Linked DNA regions of Mus musculus: region 2 is linked to region 1. Evidence: chromatin contacts called from public promoter capture Hi-C data. All regions are on one chromosome and are shown on one strand. Each heading gives the region's core, a stretch centred on a gene start, on an enhancer-like site or on the middle of the called end of the contact. The rest is flanking DNA. Distances are from core to core; before and after follow the strand shown. Region 1 holds the start of Fignl1 (fidgetin-like 1). Region 2 holds the start of Fbxo48 (F-box protein 48).

What was found. Promoter capture Hi-C pulls out the DNA fragments that hold promoters and counts their contacts.
Region 2: a contact with region 1 is called in a promoter capture Hi-C map of the HPC-7 cell line. The contact joins the promoter of Fbxo48 here to the promoter of Fignl1 in region 1.

What each region holds. Positions count from the first base shown.
Region 1 is chr11:11,805,945-11,811,426 of GRCm38.p6, reverse strand. Fignl1 (fidgetin-like 1) reads left to right here and starts at 2,465. Exons shown (of 3, transcript NM_021891.3): 1 at 2,465-2,532; 2 at 5,212-5,331.
Region 2 is chr11:16,948,662-16,954,143 of GRCm38.p6, reverse strand. Fbxo48 (F-box protein 48) reads right to left here and starts at 2,734. Exons shown (of 4, transcript NM_176982.2): 1 at 1,680-2,734; 2 at 891-1,002; 3 at 463-795. The coding sequence starts at 768. It overlaps Eldr (Egfr long non-coding downstream RNA), which reads left to right and starts at 2,862. Exons shown (of 4, transcript NR_110425.1): 1 at 2,862-3,124; 2 at 3,214-3,262.

The DNA of each region.
Region 1 (5,482 bases), core at 1,216-3,715:
TTTTCCTAAACACAGCAAATTCACAGCAGCCAGAGGCCAAACTACCTCAGCTTGACTAAGTCTGCTCTAACCTCACAAGAGAAATGAGCTGAAGTGAGCTGAATCAACCTGTCAGCTCCTTTCCGACAGGCTCGGCTCCCTGCGTTACGAAGCTCACCCTTCTGTTCCTGCCCAGTACCGGCTCTTGTTCTGTTTTGTAGAGTGAAGGTTGCCCCGTTCGGGAATATAAAGGCTAACGAGAACTTTGTCAGACTTGTTAAAATTCTGCCTCTGGTCGTAGGGGAGAGCACCGTCTAATGAAAACTTTTCATTAGGACTGTATGTTCCATTCATGTTAGACTGTATATCCGAGGAATGGCTGGCTACATCTCCAATCTTCACGGGTCCTCTTTCACCAAGGCATGTTTGAAGTGGATTTCAGGATCCAACTGTACTCGGGGAATCTCAGAAAAAGAGACAGATTTAATTTTGTCCCATCTTCTTTCCTATCTCTACAACAGCCCACTTCTCACATTGCTTACAAACATAGTTTTTTTTTTTCTTCCCTGAGACAGGGTTTCCCTGGCTGTCCTGGAACTCACTTTGTAGACCTCTGGCCTCGAACTCAGAAATCTGCCTGCCTCTGCCTCCCGAGTGCTGGGATTAAAGGCGTGTGCCACCATGCCCGGCCAAACACAGTTTTATAAACACTTATTATTGTGTGTTTGTGGGGAAAGGACATGTGCCTAGAAGTCAAAGGACAACTGTGTGGAGTTGTTTTGAATCCTTCCACTTTTTCGTGGGTTCTGGAAGCCACACTAAGGCCACCAAGGTTGCACAGGAAATAAATACCTTTACCTGAGACATCTTGCTAGCTTACAAACACAATTTTTCTGGCAGAGGATGCATATTATTTGGGATCATTTTATTTTCTCTGATCAAAACAAATTAGCCAGCTGAACTGTAACAAGCATTGTCTGAGATTATGGTTATAAACTCATAAATACATAAACAAGAAGAAGCTCTCCCACCAAGGACCAGTTCTGTCTGCTTAGGTGGCAATTTCTTTCTTGCAGGTCCAATAACTTCTGACCATGAAAATAGAGTCTATCAAAAGCAGTTTGTGTTCTCGGTCAGCAAGTTTACTACTTGCATAGCTTAAGCCTTAAACTCTTCCACAGTAGACACTGGGTTGTGAGCCTAACAAAGCCAATTTAAAAAAGACGGACGCCAGAGAATAATGTTGCTTTTTGCAGGATTCCTGGTCTTATAAAAAAATAATTAAAACAAAACAAAACCCAGACTCAGTAGGAAACCGAAAGGCAATTTTGAATTTAGGGGAAAAATAAGACAAGCTAGACATGTTGGCAGCCTCTGGAGGAGGCAGACGGATAAGGGGAAAAGAGACCATGCTTTTGGAGTTAAAGGTCAGAAAGGCAGGCAGGCTCAACAATGCAGGCCTGGGAATGGCTGCATGGGTAAGGAAGGTCTTCAGCCTGATTAAAAATGCCCAGAGCCGTAGAGCAAGCAGGGTTAGGAGTGTTGGTCAGTATTTGAAGGAGATAGGATGAATAAAAGAAAAGTACAGTTTTCCCAGTGAAAACAGGCAGGCTTAGCGATGAGGGTTGTAGACAAAGAAACCAAAAAAAAAAAAAAAAAAACCACCCAACAACCCAGCACAGCCCCCCTCCTCTCCCCTCTCTGACAATCAGCTCCCGACTGCTTGGAGCCTGACCCAATGGCTTGTTATGCCTATACAAACAATTAAGAACCTAACCCTTGGTGACCTCTCCCCAAATTGCAAGCCGTCTTGGTTGGTAATAGAGAGGTGGGGGTGGGGTGAGGTGGGGCCCAAAGCTATGAGGGGAAAGTTCCCTCGGTGACTCCAGGACTGTCCATGTTTTAGCTACCTACGATTAGTTTTTTTAAAAAAAAAAAAAAAAAAAAGCTCTTCAGTTCTTACTGGACCCCTGCCAGCTACTACTTCGGTAATCTCGGTATTCCGTCTAATGCTGGCTGTAGCCTTTGCTAAACCTTCCTGTATTCGAGTCTCACTATTTGATAGCTGCTGCTGAACTGGTTAAGGCCGGAGGGCGCCGGGGCGGGCAGGCTCTGGAGTGGCGGCCCGGAGGCTACACCTCCCCTTCCCCCTCCCGGGCCGCTTTCGCCCTCCCAGGGGACTCGTGCTCTCTACACTCCTGAGCTTTCTTTCCTCTCTCACTGCCTCTGCCTAGGTGCCTTTGCAGCACCTAGCTCGGCAAAAAGAACATATTAAGGCTGCAGTGAACGGGAAGCCAAGGGTTTGCTTAGATTTATCGCCACCGCGCGGGCTAAATCTCCCTCATAGAGCGCGGGCCGGAAACCCAAATTCCCGCGTTAAGGCCTGGGCGGTGACCTCAGGCCTTCCGAGACTCCGCCCTCACGCTGCGTGCAGCGCGCGCTCAGCCGCCCTTACTCTACACGCATGCGCAACGCGGGCCGAGCCGTCACTTCGCGCAGGCGCACTTCGAAAGGCGCGCTTTTCGGTGGCTGCGGTCCCGGCAGGGAGCACAGGTGGGCCCCGGTAGGCTGCTGTTCGCCGCTAAGCCGGCGGGCGGAGGCTGTGGTTGCCATGCCGGGTGTACTTTGGTTTTGTTTTCTTCTGTCCGTTCTTGGCCTCGGGTTGTCGGAGAGGGTGGCCTTGGGAAGCCCGCGGCCAGACGGCGGCTGGGGCTGAGGGACGCCGTTGGGCGTGACGGTTTGGGGTCAGTCAGCCACAGCTACCCCCCGCTAGGACTGCTGGGAATGCTGTAGCTGGTTTGCCACCTAAATGTACTCATTTTGAGTTTCGTGCTTTCGGCAATACTAACACAGGTGAATTTTCTCCGAAAATCAGAAATGCTCCAGCATCTGAACTTGACGCCTAAAATAACATCCTCATCATGAAACTTTTTTTTTTTTTTTAAATTCATTCCTGCTCAGAAAATAGTATCTACAGTTAACCGTCTGGTTATGTAGCTAATGTATATTTTAAGTATACGTGAGTTGTATTTAGAATGGAGTCCCCTACCTGATGTATGTGTCAATACCTAGAAATCAGACACACTCCTGACCCCGAGCAGTTGGACTAAAGATACTTTTCAGTTGTGATAACTGGTTCCAGGCCATACGCAGTCGCTACGGCCTGAGGGGGGAACCTTCCAAAGGGAAGAAATAATAATTCATAATCTATCATATTTCTAAGTTCTGGGGACCCTATAATGCAACAACCTGTCAGCTAAATAATGGTGCACGCTGTTTCTCCCCAGGTGACGACATAGCTTAAGAGATATTCTCAGAGTCACTGCTGAAAGAACAGATTATGTATTCAGAATTCAGGGCCTGGGAAATGGCTTAGTGGGTCAAAGCTGCCGAACCTGAGGACCTGAATCCCTAAGAACTGTCCTGGTAAAAAGAGAAAATTCAGTTCCTGCAAGTTGCTCTCAGACTTCCCCAATTTATTACAATTAATTAAAACTTTTATGTCCAGTGTCTAAAGCTAGGTCTTACAGCTTCAGATCCTGTGTTCTAAATTCCTATGCTACTTTGCCACTAGTAAACTAGAGTTCTGTAAAGTTCAAAAATGATGTCTGGAATATAGTAGGCCCTCCAGTTTTTAATCATTTTAGTGGATACCATGAACTACGTACTAAAGAAAATCTAAATACAATGAGAAGTAGTTCTTGTTTGCAGAAGCTTCCTGTCTAGTTTGAATGACCAAAACATTCTTAATCAGAAAATTAACAAAGTAAAGAAAATTGAAATGTAACTCGGTTGCCCATACTTTATAGATTTCTATCAAGCACAAAGGTTAAAATGACTTAGAAGTGTTAGATAATACGGTCAGTACTTGTGTCATTGAGCAACAGACTGTTTTGGGTTGTATGTAGTTGTGGGATATGACTGACTGGAAAGGAAGGAAAACTTGGTCGATAACTTCTAAATACAAAGATGGTGGTGGAAGAGGACAGTTTTTGGAGAATGACTAGAATAGGTGATTTTAGGTGATAGACTGAAATGAAGCTATAAAGATAATTATAATCATTGCGAACCTTTGTGGAGGATATTTTCCAAGTTACTTCTCCTTCAGGTTCTTTTTTTTTTTGAGACAGGGTTTCTCTGTGTAACCCTGGCTGTCCTGGAACTCACTCTGTAGACCAGGCTGGCCTCGAACTCAGAAATCCACCTGCCTCTGCCTCTGCCTCCCGAGTGCTGGGATTCAAGGCGTGCGCCACCATGCCTGGCTTCCTTCAGGTTCTTATTTCTGGTGTTGTATAATGGAGAGTAAAATAAGGTTAAAGCAGATGAAAGCAGGGCTACTTACTTGCCTCAGAACTGTTGATCCAGTTTCAATTTAAGTAACAGTTTGACTAGATGTTAAGTTTCCCATTATTATAAGCAGAGATGTATGCTTACCTACTTATAATGTGGTAAATTTTTTCCACAGCATTGTCAGAGATAATAGCTATATTAACCAGGAGTGGTTACCCTTTTACTCCCGGTGCTTCAGAGGCAGAAACAGGTGAATCTCAGAAACAGGTGAGGTTGAGGCCAGCCTGGTCTACAGAGTGAGTTCCAGGGCAGCCAGGGTACACAGAGTAACCCTTTCTCAAAAACCTACCACCATCACCACCATCAAAGCTGTATTAAATATAGCTCACATAGAAAGTATTGATTATTTAGCTGTACTTCCAGATAAATAGAAATTAAATTTAAAATGTAGATATTCTTTTGCTTTATCATAGTTCTTAGGGAACCAAATGGTTTTCTTAAAATTTTTTCATCTTAGTATCTAGGCAAAAAGTTGTACATTACAAAAGTAGTTTTTTCATTATTTAGTGGTAGGTTGGGCACATTTGTGTCAAGCTGTGCATGTGGATGGCAGGGGACTGCTTTCAGGAACCACGTAGGCCTGAGAACTTAACTTGGCAGGCCTGTGCTAAGCTCTCTCCTTGGCCCCATTGTATATTTCCCTAAGATTCTTTACAACAATGTGAAGGGGCTTATGAGACTATCTCAGGAAAAATCTGAAATAAAACCCCTATCTAGTAGACTATTTGGCTTATTCTTAGAGTTTATTTTTTATAGGTTTTAATTTTTAACACTGAGAAATGGGGGAAAATTTGGAAGATTTGTGCCATCATGTTTCAAGTGTTTATTCACGATAAATCATTAAAGATATGAAACATGTCACCATCTTTCTGTTCCATGCAGCTCATCCTGTGCTGATAACATCGAGAAGTGTTCAGTGCCTGGTAAAGTACATAGACCTTGCTTCACTTGGAACTCGGCCTTGATTTCTGCCGTTGGTCATAATCAGCAGAGTTCTCTCTAGTGAGTCAGTTCTTTAACTCTCTCAGCTCAATTTCCACATTTGTATAGCAGGGGTACAAGTCTTCAAATCATTTTCATAATCACCTGATTTGATTCTCACAATGGTTCCTTCAGAAAAATATGAACATCCAAAAATTGTAAGTGGCTTGCA
Region 2 (5,482 bases), core at 1,485-3,984, 5.1 Mb before region 1:
GACATCATCATTCAAAAAGACTGGCAGCATGGTTGGCTGGTGCGCATGTCTGCAAGCAGAGCAACTCATTCACAGGACTGAGATGAATTACACACTTGGAAGTACACATATTAATTGCATTGGTAAATTATGTGTGCATGTATGGATTAGTGTATATACAAAGAGCAGTGCTTTATATGTATTGGAGGTTTTCATAAGGTGGAAGATGAGGAAATTGGCTTCTTCACCTCCCTTCTGCATAACAAGGAAAGTTCCCGACTTTAAGATCTGGGATGTACAAAGCTGAGTAGAAAACAGTGTGGAGACTATGCCAGTAGAAAGAGGATAAATAATTCAACTTTAACTCCTTCCCTAAAGTCAGCATGCTCTGTATGCTACCCTAAGTAGAGATTATAGTATTCTCTTAACTGTGCCATAACACCCCTGTCAAAAACCATGAAAAGTTGTGAAAGTTAAACTTACCCTCCAGGTATAACCACTTTTTATATCATCGTCTATTTCTCTTTGGCACACAGCTCTTATGGTCAAGCAGTGGGGTTTCCATAAGGAGTCATTGTTTCTTATTGCACAATTCCAACCTGTGCATGTCCTGGAAGCTCTGCATAAACTCTGAATGTCTAGCTGGCTGAAAATTTTATAAGTGACTTCCAAGGGCAGTAGTTCAACAAAGTTACGTTGACTCTCTTCTTTTCCCCTTTCAGCATCCGCGGAATTCAATTCTGTACCAGGAATTTTGAAATTATTGTTCTTCTTGGAGGTTTTCTTCATTGTTTACCAATTGTCTTCATATGCAACCTACAGGGCAGAGTTAAATATACTCAGCCTCTTCAGACCAAAATGTGCATCCTCCTCGGAGTCAGATAGTTTATGAATGATTTAAAGAACTTTACATTTCTTGACTTCAGCCTCTTAATCTGCAAGGACGAATCCATGCCGTGTCTCGTGTGTGTTTCTTGAAGACTGCCAGGTGGCGTGCGTAAAAACAAGTGGCCAACATCTGACCTGTATATGGGAGACCATGAACACATTCCCTTCACTTTGAACACTAGTTCTTGGCAAGTATCATGGTTTCTACATGTTTTGTTTCTTGCTGTTCTAGAAGAACATTATCTTTAAAAAAAGGGGGGGGGAATGATTCTCCACATCAAACATTTGCTGAGTTTAGTAATAATGACTACTTTAGTGTTTATTAAAAGTCTCTATGTGAACTGATGCTTTACCATTGGTTTCCTCACCTTCGAGCTAACAGAGTCACAAACCTGCTGGTCCTTTAGTAATCTGTATAAGAACTACTTAACCGTTTGGATGTAGTGGACAAGTGCATACTCTTGACATCAGTTTACCCAAAATAGTCCAGGATGAAGTCCTGACCATAATTATGGAGTCTCATATATTCAATTACACTTCAAGAGTGGTGTCTTAGAAATCAATCTATCTTATGTGCCTAATTATGAGCTAAGGATCACTGTCCCCAAATCTATTACTGAGTGACAAGTACAATCTAAGTAGTTCATAATTCAGCTAGGAATAGTATATAGCTATAGATGTAAAGCCTTATTCCAGCTAATGTTCTCAAGGACCACAGTGGAAGCTTCTGGAAGCTTCAAGGCTGCACACATCATCCTGGGCCATGTTGCAATATAAGCACAATTTGTGTTTACCTACTTTATAATACTTACAGTTCCTTTTGTGGTGGAGAATCAGGATACAATAGGCATTTGATGTATAGCTAAATATCTCTTCATTCAGTGACTAACAATTCCCTTTTCAGATGCACTACTCGAGTCTTTGTAGTTAGTAACATCATGGTGACTACCTTTGGTTAGGCTGTTTATGATCCAAACTGGTTGTGGTTAGAACTGTAATGTCTGAACTGAACAGGGGCTTCCTTTAGAAATAGAAAATAGAAAGCAACTTGGTGTGCAAAAACAAGACAAAACCCACAAGATCAAGTATTTGCAACGAACCTTCTCCCCTCCTACCACTGGTACAAACTAAAGGCAAAGTGTCATCTTTGAAACTAAGTTTCTATTAGGAGGTTACACTACACTCAGATGTTTGCTGTTTCTCCCAGGCTCTCCCTAGGAATAAAATCTTTCCTTCTGTCAAAGGAATTCCACAAGAGGCAGGAAGTTTTTCAATTGAACATTCTGTGGTGCCTTGGTCATATTCCCAAAAATCTCACTAGGAATCTTCTAAATTATCTCTCTTGAATGCCTCGAAAGCTATTCCTTGTATGTCGCCTCTTTTTGAACCAACCTTGCGGAAATATTGCGTTAGCTTGCGGTCCTCCCACCTCCTTTTCAAAGATCTGCTTCTATGTATGTGTATTGCCGGTTTGCTTGCAAACAAGTCTCAGCACACAGTGCGTGCGCTGCCCGCAGGAGCCAAAAGGGGGGTGGGATCCCCGAAATGGAGTAACAGTCAGTGGCAAGACCCCTCTGTGGACACTGGGAACTAAACCTGGGTCTTTGAGAAGAGCGGTCACTCTGGGCCACCTCCAGCCCCTCCATCCACCGTCCTGTCAAATGTCACTAGGAGTGAGCAAACCGAGAAAGAGCATCGTCGGGCAAGACTAGTTCTCAGGGAGCCCACACCAGTCCTGGCGAGCGCAACCACATCCCTGTGCTGTGAGGACAGGCAGGAGAAGCGACCGACCACAGCTGAGCACGCTGGTCCCTGTGCAGGGAAGGGCAGAGCTGCCTCTCCTACCTAAAGGCGCGGTGCCGGCTCCTCCCGCGATTTCAGTCCTCCGGATTTGAATCTTTTCCGGAAGGCCTTCATGTCCCGCCCTCTCAAGCCTCGCTCCACCCATTTGCATGCGCGGTGCCTTCTGGGATTGGTAGTTTACCCTGCGTTTCATCACCGTAAGGGAAGGAAAGAAAGGAGGCCCAAGTCACTGCAAGGTCCAGCGTCCCCGCTGAGTGACAGCGGGCACATGGGCGGGACTTAAAAGAGCGGGACTTACAAAGGGCGGGACTTACAAAGGGCGGGACTTGCAAAGGGCGGGACTCCCAAAGTGCTTTGGTAGCTAGCGAGGGCTTTGAGACGGCCGAGAGTTTGAGCGCCAAGGCTCTCTCTCCCCAGGGGACTCTGCAACCTGACTAGGTGCTCCTTCCCTGAGGTGTGTGCTCGACAAAGGTTGCTGAAAAAGTTCACGTTGAAATTTTTTTTGATGATAATATCGTGTTACTCATTTCCTTTGTTTCTTAGCATAGTAACATTCCAGGGAGCTGCCCGGGGAAGCTTAACGCTCGATGCGGTATGTATTCTATCTAGTAGCATCTTGCAAAAATATAGTGAAATATCAAGGACTACCGAGACTGCTATATACGATGGAATTGCAAACCTTTCAGCTTATGTGGTTATTAAGTTAGCTGAACATTGTAGTTTTGTTCCCAGAGAAGATATTTGCTAGCATTCAACATTTACCCCTTGCCAGTCTTTCGTGCAGTTCTGTATTTCTCTAAGACTGCTTTTGCATATTACACCCTTACGGCCTTTAGTTTGAACATTCTATATGTCTCTGATTATAAAGATGTTGAAGCTAAGAGATACTTGTTTACTTAGGCCTAATGGCAGAAAGCATCCTGGGGAACTTTCCAGGATGTACATATATATACATAGAAACGCTCAATATCCCCTGTTATGGATTCAAGAAACTGTGACTCCCCTGGGAAGACACATTTAAGAGCGGACTACCTCGTGTATTGAGCTTCTTCACATTCCCAGTTAATGTCTGAAATAAGAAGTCAGAGACTTACCAGAAGGAACAGACCTTGGGGTGAGAGCTGAGGGAAGGGAGCTGCTTTCATAAAAAACACCAATCCGATCAAAGCCATACATCCCACTAGCTGGCATAAGAAAGCCTATAGCTTTCTATAGAAGATATGAGTCAGAAATACAAGGAAAGAGGAAATGGTGTGTGTGTATGTGGTGGTGGTGGTGGGGGGGTGGGGGGAAGGGGGCACCATTTGGTGTGTGCTGGTTGGTTTTTGTCAACTTGACACCTTGGAAGAAGGAACCTCAAATGAGGAATTGTCTCACTCGGACTGGACTGTAGGCAAGTTTATGGTGGCATTTTCTTGATGATAGATCTATGGCGAGCCCAGCCCACTGTGGGCAGTATTGCCGCAGACTATCGCCTTTTTGGGTCTCCTATCTGTGTGGAACGGGTCTCTGGTTGCAGGTGGACAAGGAGTCGGCGAATGACAAACAGAAGCGACAGATGAGATTGTGTAGAATCTGAATGTAATTTGTCAAATCGAGCATCAAACTTTTTATACAGAAGAAAATAGGGAAGTTGGGTGACATACCGGCAAGGTACAAAGAGGTTACTGGATTCTTACACAAAACAGAGGAATGCAAACATGGAAGGACCGGCAGGAACCAGTTGGGATAAAATTCAATGCTAACAACTGGGATCAAAAACATCTCCACCTAAGGCCCACTTAATCTTAGAAGCCAGGGTCAAGGGCTTTGTGCCCTTGCCACAGTTCCTATTCTAGTCTATTGTATAGTCCACCTTCCCCCTAGGCCATTGTAAATACTTGTGTATGGGTGTAACTCAGCTATCCATATTTCTAAGTATCTACTCTGGTTACTTCTTAGATCACAAACTTCCATCTTCCTAGATAATGGTAAATTCCTGTATAGGGCAGTGACTTAGCTATCCATGCCCAAGGTCGGATCAAGGACTGCCTAGAATCTAACTTAGCTATATGTCAAAATATCAATCCGTAGGAGCACTTGTAATAAATCAATATTAAGGGAAAGCACACAGATGTGTTTACCAACTAAAGCAAGGGCATTGGAGCATTCTTTATACAGGATGCCACGATTCCAGGAGACTAAGTTTCCGTGAACTTTTCGCCTCGGAACAGCACCCAGGTTTTCAGGGCCTGTCGAGCTTGTCACTACTGGAGTGGATGTAGCACAGTATCATTCATATGGTGGTCCTGGGTTGTGTAAGAATGCAAACTGAGCAAGCCAAGACAAGCAAGCAGTGGTTCTCCAGGGTTCTGCTTAAAGTTCTTGCTCTTCCATTGCTGACTGGAATTAGTTTTCATTTCTGAGTTCATGCTCCTGTAGACTATTTCTGAACCTGCCATTTCTGAATCTTTACCTCAGCTAAACTTTATGTTGTACATGCCACCCTTGACCAGCAGAGGACACCATTGACTTACTGGCGGGGTTTTTTTGTTTTGTTTTGTTTTCCCAAGTTCCAAGTTAAGTTTAGTAACAGTGTTAAATTTAGTAACTGTTTTCTGGACAGGACAGGACAGGACAGGACTGCAACACATAAACTTCCAGCAGCTGTGGTTCCCCCCCCCCACCCAGACCTATACTAACTAGGTCAAGCCAGTCAACATTTTAGAGTACCATGGTGAGGGTGGAATTGGGTTAATTCAAGAGCCTCTTGCTCCTAACTGGGGAGTTATATATAGTTGATAGCTTCTGAGGAGAGAGTCAGTTTTCTTTA